Regions from separate parts of the Zea mays genome. Here region 2 is linked to region 1. The links are chromatin contacts, called in public Hi-C maps. All regions are on one chromosome and are shown on one strand. The core of a region is the stretch at or near the end of the contact, and the rest is flanking DNA. Distances in the headings are between cores, read along the strand shown.

The links. A called contact is a pair of places that touch in the nucleus more often than the background predicts.
Region 2: a Hi-C map of ear shows a contact between it and region 1, with 1.9 times the contacts expected there. The contact joins the promoter of LOC100276454 here to the promoter of LOC100193300 in region 1. A contact is called at or near these places in 2 of 25 Hi-C or Micro-C datasets (ear and tassel).

Annotation. Positions count from the first base shown.
Region 1 is chr2:25,206,935-25,213,436 of Zm-B73-REFERENCE-NAM-5.0, reverse strand. It overlaps LOC100193300, which reads right to left and starts at 4,990. Exons shown (of 4, transcript NR_159664.1): 1 at 4,359-4,990; 2 at 2,317-2,629; 3 at 1,829-1,860; 4 at 1,464-1,713.
Region 2 is chr2:25,385,490-25,391,889 of Zm-B73-REFERENCE-NAM-5.0, reverse strand. LOC100276454 (UPF0426 protein chloroplastic) reads left to right here and starts at 2,961. Exons shown (of 4, transcript NM_001406936.1): 1 at 2,961-3,083; 2 at 3,164-3,292; 3 at 3,852-4,035. The coding sequence starts at 3,021. The coding sequence ends at 4,034.

The sequences.
Region 1 (6,502 bases), core at 3,741-6,240:
GAATCATGTGACTCTAAGATGAAACAGCCGACGACTTCGGCTGGGATTGAATCATGCGTGGTTTGGCAGTAGATTTATCCTAATATGATTAACTAGGTGTTGTTTGGTTCAAATATTTATAATGTAATGGGTAACAGATAACGTTAAATCATATTTGTTTAAGTCCAACCGTAATCGGATATAATACTAGAAATTGATAACAGCCTATTCAAACTTGTTACCGTTGTTACCGCTGGTAATCAAGCACGAACCATTACCGTTACTATTTACGTTACATTTTGTGAACCAAACGGCACCCAAGTATTTATGGCTGATGTAGATGCAAAGTTCTTTGCTCTAGAAATTGCTGGACTTAAATGGGTTTTGACAAGAAATTCAAGAGGAATACAATATATCATACACAAGATGGTTGTGGTCCTACCGCGTAGGTTGGATTTGAAATTCTGGAATGGTAAAGGGGTCTAAATTATTTACCTTCTTGACGTTCCTACAAGGTTAGTGAAAAGATGATGCGAAATGTACAACTGAGACAGCATGTAACGATACTAAACCGGCGACGATCTGAGCACCGCTCCTGGCGGTGAACCCCCTCACGAAGAGATTTACCCACGACAAATCCAGAATAACAGGTTACAAGAGTTTCACCTCTCAGCCTTTCCGGACGCAGCCGGCCACCTACTGGTTCATCCCCTTCTTCCTTGCCTGCTCCTCCCCAACTCACAACTAAATACTCACACAAAAAGAAAACCCCACCTTCAGCTTAACGGGTCCACTCTGGTCCATGGACTAGCTGGTTAGGCCTCCTTGTGCGAACCGGCCTGCTCACAGGATTTGAATATTCTGTGACACAGCAGTATATTGAAACTTTGGAATAGAACTTCAATCTTGTATAAAAATAATTTTGGCGAGGTGAAATCTTAAAATTTGACACTGATACTAAGCTATAACCATAACAGTTTAAGACTTGTACTAAGCTGAGAGCACGATTATGAGATTAGAATTTTGTGTGCTGCATGCAACTCACAATTTGTACTAAGCTATAACCATAACAGTTTAGAAATGCACAACTGAGACAGTAGTATATTGAAACTTAGGAATTTAACTTCAATCTTGCATAACACTGATACTAAGGCCATGTTTGTTTGGGCTTTTTTTCGGCTTCTGGCCACCAAAAGTTGTTGCAGACTGTCAAATGCCCTAGTTTTTCAGCCCACTTCTATAAGAACCGCGTTGGTAAAAACCGTCGAAAATCAACATGAACACATAATCGGTCGAGTCGTCGTGATAGTAGAAATCCATCGCTTTCTAGATCCTGAACCATTTGGACCACTTCATCTTCCTCCGCACATAATCCCCACAATACACAGATTCTTCTCACAGCCAGATTATCTCCACAGACATATTGACGAAACACAAATTATTAAACTGAGAAAGGGAAAAGACCCTAAAAAGCTGCTCAGGTTCGCAACAGGTAACTAACTTTTTCGATTCTCCAGATATGACTAGTCAGCGGAATTTTACATGTAAGCAAGCAAGTGTTCATAAGAGAGTGCTCCAATATATACTGCTAGAGGCAAATGCTTAAATCAATGTAAGGGAAAAGACTTGAAAAGTTATGAGTAACTTATAAGGCTTCCAATTAGCATATTTTGCGTAAGTTTTCAACTTGAAAGAAACTCCTGGAGAAATAGTATCTTCCAGTTGTAGAAAGTCCTTGGTCAAATGTAGCAAGAGAATTATTTTCAGTAAACTATATTACTGCAAGAAAAGTAACAATTATGAAAATGTTTAAAGTAGGAGCAGAATAAGGTCCTCAGTGGTTAAGTACCTGATGGTCACTGTTCCTACATGTTGATGCTCCTGCAAAAAATATTATTGTTGGTGCAGCAGTTTGTTAGGTCAAATTAAGTAATTAACTGATCATTTGTTTCACTGTTTATTGAAATCAGTGACTTAATGAGTTAAAACTCTATGCTCTTAGCATCTTTAAAGATACTTATGCTGCAGGATAGTGGTAGATAATAGAAGAACAGACATGGTGCGAGGGTTATATCACTGATTCACTGTGTATGGTGCAGTGGGGAGAGCTATAGAACTAAGTGCCTCGTGCCGTGGCGTGAGCTATATAACTAAGCCACTAGGTCACAGGTTCGAAGTAGCCTCTCGGCCACTCTGTATTTGTGGTGGAAGATTTACCACGATTTATCCCTCTCAAACCCTACTCATGTGTGAGCCTTTGACATTGGGTCTCCCCTGCTCCTGAAGTGGTAGGTAATAAATCGTGTCTCTTATATAAAGAAAAGCTTTGTGAAGTACCAGTAGCTCTAACAGAGAATGTTCTTAGGCCGTTGTAGCTCTAAATTGTTGAATAATTTGTTTCACTCATATCACCATCTTCATTTTGACATCCCTCAATGATAGAGAACTATATATGTCCTCCATATCAGCCATAGAATTCCGCCAGCCCTCAATGAAAGGATTAGTGATGTTTTTGGGATTTTCAACTGTCCAAGTACCATTTGCCAATTGTGCAGGAATGATGGCTCTGAAAGCAGCAGAAGCTGATCAGAACTTATTCCCATTTGTTGACGCTTTGAAATCCAAACACCTGTGCCCACCAGCGAGCTGTCTGCAGACATTTTGTCCAATACGAAGACATAAACATAGGTTGAATTGAACAAATATCCTTCAACACCCATCTGAGTCACTCATAACATAACTGAACGAGTGGTAACTAGATTGAAGGAAACATTATGTGGCAGCCCAAAAGATCATTCATTGATTGTTCTAAGTTCTAACTTGTCAATTATGCTTTCAACAAATCAAACAGCACACAAGAATACTTGGCAGAGAAGTCCAATAACCATATAAGGACTAGTTTGGGAACTCCATTTTTCCAAGGGATTTTCATTTTCCCAAGGGAAAATGAACTAATTAAATCCGTTGGAAAAATGAGATTCCCAAACTAGCCCTAATAACATTTTCGGTCTATTAGTGGAAACATCAAGCATAATGGACAGCTGTTTCTTCAAGTTATTACCCATTGTCCATTGAGAAAATATCTCAATTTGCTCCTTCTGATACTATTTATTCATGGTAAATTAAGATTTCATAAATTTTAATTAATAGTGTGATAGAAAAGATCTGTAGACACACATGTGAGCGTATGCATATGAATATAACCATGTATTTTGCATATACGAGTAGATGAGTGCTTGGTCAGAAGATGACCGCTTGTGCATTTTCTGTAAAATGAATGTGTTGGCACATAAGCAACGTAAAATAATAGAAACGGTCATTTTGTTAAGAAAACTCACATTGTGAGATTTAGAAATTGCATGCAGCACACAAACAAATGCACTGGAACATTAATCATTAGATCATCACTAGAACAGAAGGATTGATGCAAAACTTGTAATGGTGAAATCATCATTAGAACAGGCCACTGATAATTCAACTCTAAATACATACATTCCCTGTAAAAGAATATCATATGACAAGATTGGAACTTTTGTCAAAACCAAAGGGGAGTCTTTTTAGGCTGTGCAACCCCACATCAAGAAACAAGAATAGAATGCATGAAAGCTAAAAAAAGAAGACAAAATATCCAACGCGCAGTAATAAAGTCTCTAGGAGAGTAAGAAATGTTATCAGGAATATTGCTGCAGAATTTAAGTTAGGTGTGATTCACAAATTGCATCATATAATCAGAGCATACTCAGGTTAAACTCAAAGAATCAGAAATTCAAGTTAGTCTTGACCCCTAAGTGGTCAGCCTAGTTTATATTGGTCAAATTCACTGCAAATGAGTTTGAGGAGTGCCTGTTCTGAGAAAGCCAGGGCTGGCATCTTTGCCCTTGCTTTCTGTTGTTGTAGATCTCGAAAGAATACTCACGACCAATGCTATAGAAGTAATGAAGGAAAACAAGAAACATCTGAAGAGTAGATTTATTACAAAGTGATGCGACTGAATTTCATAACAGAATAGCTATGCTCATATTTTTATTCATTTTGCATGGCTATCAACAGATATATTGGCTTCTTATTTTAATTGGAAAAATCAGCCAACATGCCTCCTGTTTGAGCCAGGATCAAACTAGTTCTTATCATCCAAGTGGCAAACAAACTTAACTACAATACATTCCATCATATGTCACGGCATCGCTCACTCCTAGAGGTAACATTTTGTCTTGAACATCAACAGAACGTGATGCTGAACAGATTCCTCAGTTTAATTACTTTGGATCATAAGTATCAACAATCGAACAATTCCTCAATCCTCACATATGAAAATTTCAATGTTAAAGGGTGGAGAGGGGAGAAGCGCACCGCAAATAAGCAAACAAACAGGAACTTACTAGCAAAGTTGCAATCTCCTATTCTCCCCGCACCCTCGACCACGTTCTTCTTTAGCGCAGACACAATAGTATACAGATGCCACAGCCGCCGATGAGAGCGCGTTATTCTCTAGTCCAGAGCTCTATTCCTCCCCGAGGATCTCGAACTCTTGCTCGCGGAGGTGGGTGATGAACCGGACCGGCTTGTCCTGGCCGTCCAGCTTGAGCTCGAACTCTACCTTGAATGGGAGATTGGCCGTGATGCGCTTCCCCTTCCAAACGCCGATGTACTGCTTGACGACGCCCTCCATGCCGCGCAGGTCCAGGCCGGGCGCCTTGGCAACGTGGTGGACGCGGACGGGCACCGTGACGCGCACGCGCTTCCCGACCTTGGGCGCAGCAGCGGCCTCCTCGGCAGCCACGTCATGGGACGAAGACACGTCGCTGCCGACGGCCACCCGACGCTCGATGTGGAGGCGCGCGCACCACCGCCGCGGCTTGGGGAGGAGATGGCAGCGAGCGGGCGTGGAGACGGGAGGGAGGAAGCGGGGGCTGGGTTGGAGGGGACCTGGCGAGGTGGAGCTGGAGGGGGAAGCCACGGCAGTGGCGGTGGCCGCCATGATCGCCATCGGGGACGGGAAGGTTGGTGGGCGAGTGGGGAATTGCGTCGAGCAGGCGGTGCGCACGTGAGAGCTAGAGATGCGGGAGCCGCAGGAGGATGACAACAGGGCCGGGGGCCAGGGTCCGGGCCTGCGGGGGCTGGCCGCGGGTTTCTCGGGTTAGACCCGGTGGGGCGGTCTGTGTGCGGCGGGTGGGGAACTGAGGATGTACTTTTTCACCCGCGGGTTACGGGCTCTCGTTCTGGATCTTGTATCCACCAGGATCCTATCTGTTCTCATTTTTTGAGTTTGTTTCTTTCAGTTCTTTTTCAGCTTCTATTATCAGTTACGTCTAACTTTTCAATTTATTTTTATAAGAATCGTTTTATTAAAAGTCTAAAACGAACGTGAACATAGAATCGGACGATCTATTGTAATAGCAAAAATTCATCACTTTTAAGATCCTAAACTCTAAGGACTCATTCATTTTTTCCGCACGTAATGATCATAATATTTAGATTCTCCACAGTAATCTTGTCACAACAGATTTTCAAAAAAGCTGTTTAGAAAAAAAGCTGCCCATTCTAGGATGGCAACGGGTTTAAAACCCGCGGGTACAGAGATTACAAACCTATACCCGTAAGATTAATGTTAAACCCGCACCCGCTACCCGCGACGGGTAGCGTACGTTACCCAAACCCGCTACCCGCGGGTTTATGACATCCGCAGGCACAGTCATATAATAAATATTTATTAAACTGATAAAAACATGTATCGATCTTAGCCAAAAGTTTTACGAGTTCCCTAGCGCCTGTAGTCTTTTTTTATATCATTTGATTGACTCTGTTCATTCAAAGCTTTCGGGGTGGCACTAAATTGAGATGCATGTGCTCTACAGTCTACACAGACACACACGCGGGTATGTGGGTTTGCGGACACTGGTACAACATTTTCATACCCACGAGAAAAAACCCGTCGGGTTGAGAATCAAACCCGTTTCCGTACACACGGGTACAAACTCACACCCAAACCCGCATCCTATAGGGCTTTTACGCGCGGGCACGCGGGTAAAATGTACCAGATGCCATCCCTACCCCCTTCGCCCGCGACTCTGCTTCTGCTCGCCAGCGACGTCACCGCATCTTGTAGGTGTTGCTAAGCTACCATCATCTCCGCCTCTCTCTCTGGTACCGCTCGCCGCCGGCGTCTCTGTCAGCTGGCAAATAGGCTGTTTGTCGACGAGACCCGGTGCAAGTACCTCCTGTTGTTTCTGCTTGTATTTTCTTCTACAGAAACAGGAGTACCTCTGCATCCAGCGCGGTCTTCTTCTGAGCTACATTGTGAGATTCTAGTTGTGCAAAAATCGATTTCAGAGCAAGGGCGTGCTGGTGCTGGATGAGGTTCCTAGTTGAAACTTGCAATACAGGGTGCTGTTTGGGTGCTTGATGCTACCTGTAAGGGGCATCTTCAGAGTCATGTGACTCCAGAGTCCAGACGGAGTGAATGCAATAATGTACCTCAATTTTAGATCCCATGGTTGACAACGTAATTGATTGTTTGAGAATG
Region 2 (6,400 bases), core at 1,712-4,211, 180 kb before region 1:
AGGACTATGACTATGACACTCGAATCCGCTGTGTTCGTGTGACTTGCGTGTCTTGTGCTCGTGATACGCGAAATAGAACCGAAAGTAAAATAGAATTGCTTTTTCTTTTGTTTCCTTTCCTCTTTTTCCTTTTTTTTGATTTGGGAGCCGTGGTTTGATTTTCTCTGGTGTTTTCACGAACTGTTTGAGCGCATACAATAGCTTTAATTTCTGACGTATCTACATGATACATCCCTCACTAAGGGGGTGTTTGGGAACAAAGTTTTTCTGCAGTTTTGGAAGAATACTGCAGTATTCTCAAATACTGCAGTATTATATACATAATGGTGTTTGGCAAGCTGGGTAAAATCTCTGTTTTCAAAACTGAAGTATTGCAAATATTATAGTTGTTTTAAGGCATTCTAAACTTAGCTCTGGACCTCAGTTTTCAAAACTGCGGTATTATAAACTACGGTATTGTCATAACTAAAGTATAGTATAGTATTTCAAAAACTGTAGTTTTCAAAAACTTTGTTCCCAAACAGGACCTAAGTATACAGAGTCATTATTTATTACTACTAGTAGTAGTAGTAAGTCCCTCAGTCCTATTTAATAATATATCTAGAGATTTTAGAACATATAAAGAAATACATATGTATCCTCACTTTACTTACTAATTAGACACTATCATAAACATAATTAATACGGATCGTTTGATAAATGGTAGGCTAAATTTATACTACTGCTATATAATGTCCCTGAAATACGTCTCTACAAGTACCGTAGGAAGCTTCCTACTCATCATACAATGTGTGTGAAAAAGTGGAAACTGTAGATGTTGCTATCTGCGCCGCATCAGCAGGCGCAGCCGCGCAGGCGGCTGGTGCGCAAGAAACGGGAACATGCACAGATGCAGCGCCGAGAGCTAGCAGAGTGATGGAGGTCTTTCTAAATTTCACTACCTAAATTGTCATTTAGTGAGTCATTTGTATACAAATCAATTTCTATATCTTTTCGATTTTTAACAGCCTTTTTATAATTTGTTCGCACTCTAGAGAGCCATTCATATTTTCTATCTTAAACATATTTTCTATCTTAAGCTAGCGAGAAATCCAGAATAAATATGATTATATTTGAATAACATTTAAATAATTTGTTGGATGATATTTTTTTAAAAAATCTCTATTCATATTATTTAGGAAAAAAAATATAGAGAGACTTTGGGAGTTCCTCTTAGGAAAACCCCTTTTTCAAAAAATAAAAATAAAAACAAAGCTAGAAATATCTAAAAAGTGTTAGTAAGTTGTCAGGATAAGATCCTCGGTCTCTGGGGGCCATTGGTCAGAGAGCGTGTCCGGGAAAAGCCACTGGGAACTGGAGCTTATCGGTCAGCTGGAGGAGACAGGTAGCGTCTACCCAGGAGGAACCCGCCACCGAACGAGCCTCGCGGCACCGAGCCCGGTGTCGGACGTGGCGGAGTCTAACAGGGGGTGGGCGTACGAAGAGAAATCACTCGAGTGGATCCCTCACTTGGTCCGAGACCGATCTGTCACAAGTGATCGGCCGCATTAACTGCGTCTGGCGCCGAGCCACAGCAAAGGCGCTAGTCCCCTCCCACTCATAGCCTATGAGCCCCTTTCCCTTAGACCATAGAGCACTCACGATCTACAAACACATAGACTGTGGCATATTTATGGCCCACGCACCCCACGACCAACAACGCACTCATGACCTACCGGGACTAGGCCTAAGTGCGCAGACCTCTGTCAGGGCACAACACGACAAAACACGCCGAGCCCCAGGCTACGAAGGTCGGGAGTCAACATAGCCCGAATGATGGCGTTCGGACCCCACGCTGCCTGCGCCGTCCACCATAAAGAGTACATGACAGCAAGGCGACCTTGGGCCCACGAGCACATGTGGCCTTACCCCATGGTAGAACACTCGATTTTACCATCGCTCGGTGGCTCCTTCTTGAGGAAGCCACCGCTGGCCAACCCCCTCTTTGGCTTATAAAAAGAGGAGGGGTGACCCGACTTGGAGGATCTTAAACATGAGCGGACTTAGCCGTCAACAAATATTCGAGAACGAATATAGTATCTCTTAAAAAGATGTTGCTATGGCGTTTCTATCGGTTAATCTTTTTAAAATTTAACTAAGTTTGTATTTTCAATTAAATTGGTTCGACACTAATTATTTGCTGCGGTTTTAATCCACCGGCTTCTGTTTTTTTATAGTATTTTGTCTCTATAGATTACGGCGGCAACAATCCCAAACAGTTTTAATCCATCCCATGATACCAACATAGATGTTTTTGAAACCTCTAGTCATTCGTTCTTGACAAAAATATATAACAAAACTATTATGAAGACCACCATATGAAGTGTCTAGTTCTAGTGGCGGTAACCAAAGTTTCATCCTAGCGGGAAGCGTGCTTCCACCAACTCAATTACATTCTTACCTCAATACCGCCATCCAAAATGACAGGAATGTAAATCGGCAGAGAAAGTTATATTTGCAAAATTTTGACACTGGAAATTATTTTTGTAAAAATCAAGTATGGAAAATATATAGATTTTTTTTAAAAAAATTATCACCTTGGTCGGTGGGGCACGTCGAGGTCGGGCTCGGGCCCCGATCCGACGGCGTTGTTGCACGTCGGCAAGAAGCAGAGGAGTGCCGGCTCAGCCCACACACAGCCTACTGCGCACGGTCCAGCAGCGAAACACCCAGTGTCCGCTGCTCGGTCGAGGCCTGACGCCACAGATTGCCAGGAGCCCGCCCATCTGAAGCGGCCTCGCGCTCGGGGCTTCAGAGATTGACCGAACCTTCTCAAACCAGGCACGAATTCTGTCAGTCAGGGGCCGGGATCGTCTGGCCCGCCAGCCCCGACTCGCGCGGCTCCGGGCCTGCGGCGCTGCCCCGGCCCATCCAACCACGGATCCACCGTTCAGATAATATCCTTCGCTGCCTCCGGCTGCGAGGCAGGGAACTGAGGAAACGTCTCGAATGGTCGAACAGTAGTTTGCTCGCTATTATCCATGGCGACTTCTACGGCTGCTGCCACTGCACTGCTCCGCCCCAGGCCGGCAGTTCCAGCCAAGGTAAAGCCGTACAGTATCAAGCTTAGAACAGGAACCCTCGCGTACTTTTGCATTTGCACGAGCTTAACTGTCGCCTGTAGTTGGCGCAGAGGAGGTGCCTCCATGCGGTTGCTGGGTGGACGACGATGAGGAGGAGGGGAGCTGCAGGGGTCGTGCGAGCTTTCTTCAACCCTCTCGGGGATGAGCGCATCCTCCGAGAAGCCATCAAGGTAAATTTTCTCCACCTGTCTTCAGCCCTTTTATTAACCCGGGATTGGGGATTGCTCCAACTTGGTCATTGTACACATAGCTTCTCGTGTGGGTATGTGAAATTGACCATTCAGTCCGACTCTTACACCTGATAGTTTGGTACCTGCAGTTTGAGTTTCAATACCCGTTTAGTCGTGTGTATGACTGTATGCTTGCAAAGTTTATCCTTGAAAAGGTGAGAGGGGGAGTATATGCAACAGTCGAAAAATTCAGTGTTGTTTCAATGTAGATTAACTTTTGATTAAGCTTTTCAGTGGCCATTATTAAGGTGAAACTAACAAAATTGAAACCTAAGCTTGAGATATTTAGGCATATTGTTTCATACTTCACTGTTATTTGGTTCTCCCAATCTAATCAACTTTGGGAATCAGAATGCTTTGTGGAAAGAAAATTGCAGAGGTCGTTTCAGGAAGAGTAGCTATTCCTCAAACAATACCAATACGTCTTCAGTCTAGAACTTACTTTTCTTGCTCGCTGAAGCAAGACCAGATGACGATACTCTAAATGCACTGTCTGTAGGAGCCAGTAGCATTCATGGGTGGTGTGTTTGCTGGCCTCTTGAGGCTTGACCTGAATGAGGATCCTCTCAAGGAATGGATAAGTCGGACAGTGGAGGCTTCTGGAATAGCTGAGGAAAACAGCTCTGAAGAATCAAGTGAGGCAGATCAAAATGATGCACCTCAGCAAATTGAGATTGAGTGAGGTGCATTGTCTACTTTTGTCCACTTGTCACTTTTCCCTTGTAACTTATCCTGAATATATGTGACACCTGATTCATCACGTGCTTGTCAAAAAAAAAAAGTTGGCCTTATAACGTTTTTAATTCAAATATTGTATCAACCTCAAAATATCAAACCTTGGGCCCTGGTTTTATTCTACAACTCCTGTTTCATAATATGGAGCCCCAGTCCTCTAGACATGATTTTAAACTTGGCCATAAGTATAACTAGAGTGTATTACCAGTAAATGGAAAGTTACACTTTTGAATGAAATGCATGTTCAATGGTATTCTTTGACAGCTAACTCTACATATGAATGCACCAATTCATTTCTCAATGTTTGCAAACTTTGACCCTTTGTGATGTGTTAGGGCATCATATAGTTAAATGGAGGCACTCGTTGGACCACAATAAAATTAATTTCACTGGTACATGTATTAGGGGATAGTTGGATGACCAAACATTATTTCGCCTTTCTACATTATGGTAGACCTGAAGTCGGTTCTTGCCTGCAGTGCTGCTTTATTTTAAAAAATGATATTTTTTGTCCTTCTGTTGCTGATATTAGAACAGTATATTGTTGGCCTCATGTATCTATTGGCTTCAAGTGAAGTTTTGAGTTACATCAGTTGAATATTTGAAATGTAAGAGACTAAGAACAACCTTCAATGGACATGTAGAAAAGATATTGCAAGGCTTTTTGGACATCACATCCGAATTTGGAGCATGTCTTACTGAAAGTGCAGTGTATTAATTCATGAACTCAGAATGTTTTGCACAGCGTTTATGCTATACTATCTAGCCTTCAAAATAATAGAAAAAAGAAATCAGCTTTGTGTGTTCCATATAAACAACTTCTATGGAGCCCTGCTGCTTGTAAGCAGCTTTGGTTGCATACTACAAGAAAAATAAGAAATACATAATTTCTTCAGCAGATCTTAAACTAAACAAAATTTAAATATCTTGGCATCTCCATTACATGATTTAGATAGAATTTGTCAACAATATAGCCAAAATCTTTGAGTAAACAAATGTGTATTAGACAGATTGTTGGGAGAAAATTGTGATATGTTCTTGGTGATAAAAGGAACCAGTATTCTTTGAAATAAACTAAAAGTTACAAGAAAAGTAACATTTCTTTTCACTGATGTATTTTGTATTCTTGAGGTATACTTGGTTGTAATTTTTCTTTTGAATCCTAGTAACTGTTTAACTTGTTATGTTCTATTCTCTTGGTTTTCTCTAGTATAATGCTATGTATTTAAGCAAGCTCTGTGCTTCAACCGGAATAATGGTTCTATCATGTCTAGGGGTGGTAATGGATCACGATCCAAATGCCCCTTCACAAAAAGTTAGGGCCCTTAAATAAATGTAGTTCAAAAATGAATAGGAATATGGTCCGATTCTAATCCGATTCGATCCTTAAAGTTTGTAGTGTAAACTCTAGATCCCATTACCACCCCTAATCATGTCTAGTGTCCCCCTGACATATAATGTTAATGCTGAAAAACTTAGGTGTCAGTATCTGATGCAAAATGTCAACATTTTTTTACTCAAGATAGGTATCATTATCATCCTCAAATTGGAGTAAAAATCGGTGTGTTAGAAATTTACGTTAAGGGAGGATAATCTGTTAAGCAGTCCTCTTTTGTGTTACTTTCTTGTGCGAGAAATGTATCACTTAGTATGAGCTTGGCGGATCTTGTCTTACCTCCTGCTTTCTTGTTTATGGGATACTCTTTGCATCCCCTTTTCTTGCAGTAATAAATATTACCCATATCGGTCTCCTTGTCGCATGCCTTTGTGTGTGCATCTGGATAGGTAGCTAGGTCACCACATTTCCCTCTATAACATGTTGTTTGATTTCTCTTGTCACTGATTCATTTGGAAATACATCAGTGGGTTTGACGCTTTTGTAGGAATGTTTGGTACTATAAGTTACTACGTACAGTACATACACAGTTCCTCCAAGAGACCAAGATACATCTTTGACCAGACTTTGGCTGTGGTAGGTTTAAGGTACTTTCCAAGACAAGTTTCTGTCCATCATTTTCATGTGTCCAGTGTACTAAAATTCAGCCTAAACTCTGTGGTGTTGTATGTTGAAGTGTATAAGTTTTTTTCTTGAATACGCAGGAGAGCTGCGTATTTTTGTATTAAGAAGAAGAATAAAATGGGGAGAAAAAACCCCGGTACAAAGGTGTTACATTTGGCAAACCAAAACCAAAAACACACCCCAAACAACTAAGACACCTCTTCTAAATGGAAGAAAGAGAGCGCTTTGGCTCCAGCCATACGCCAACCCATTAACTCCTCCCTTGCAGCTGCCAACACCACCGCAGCGCTAGG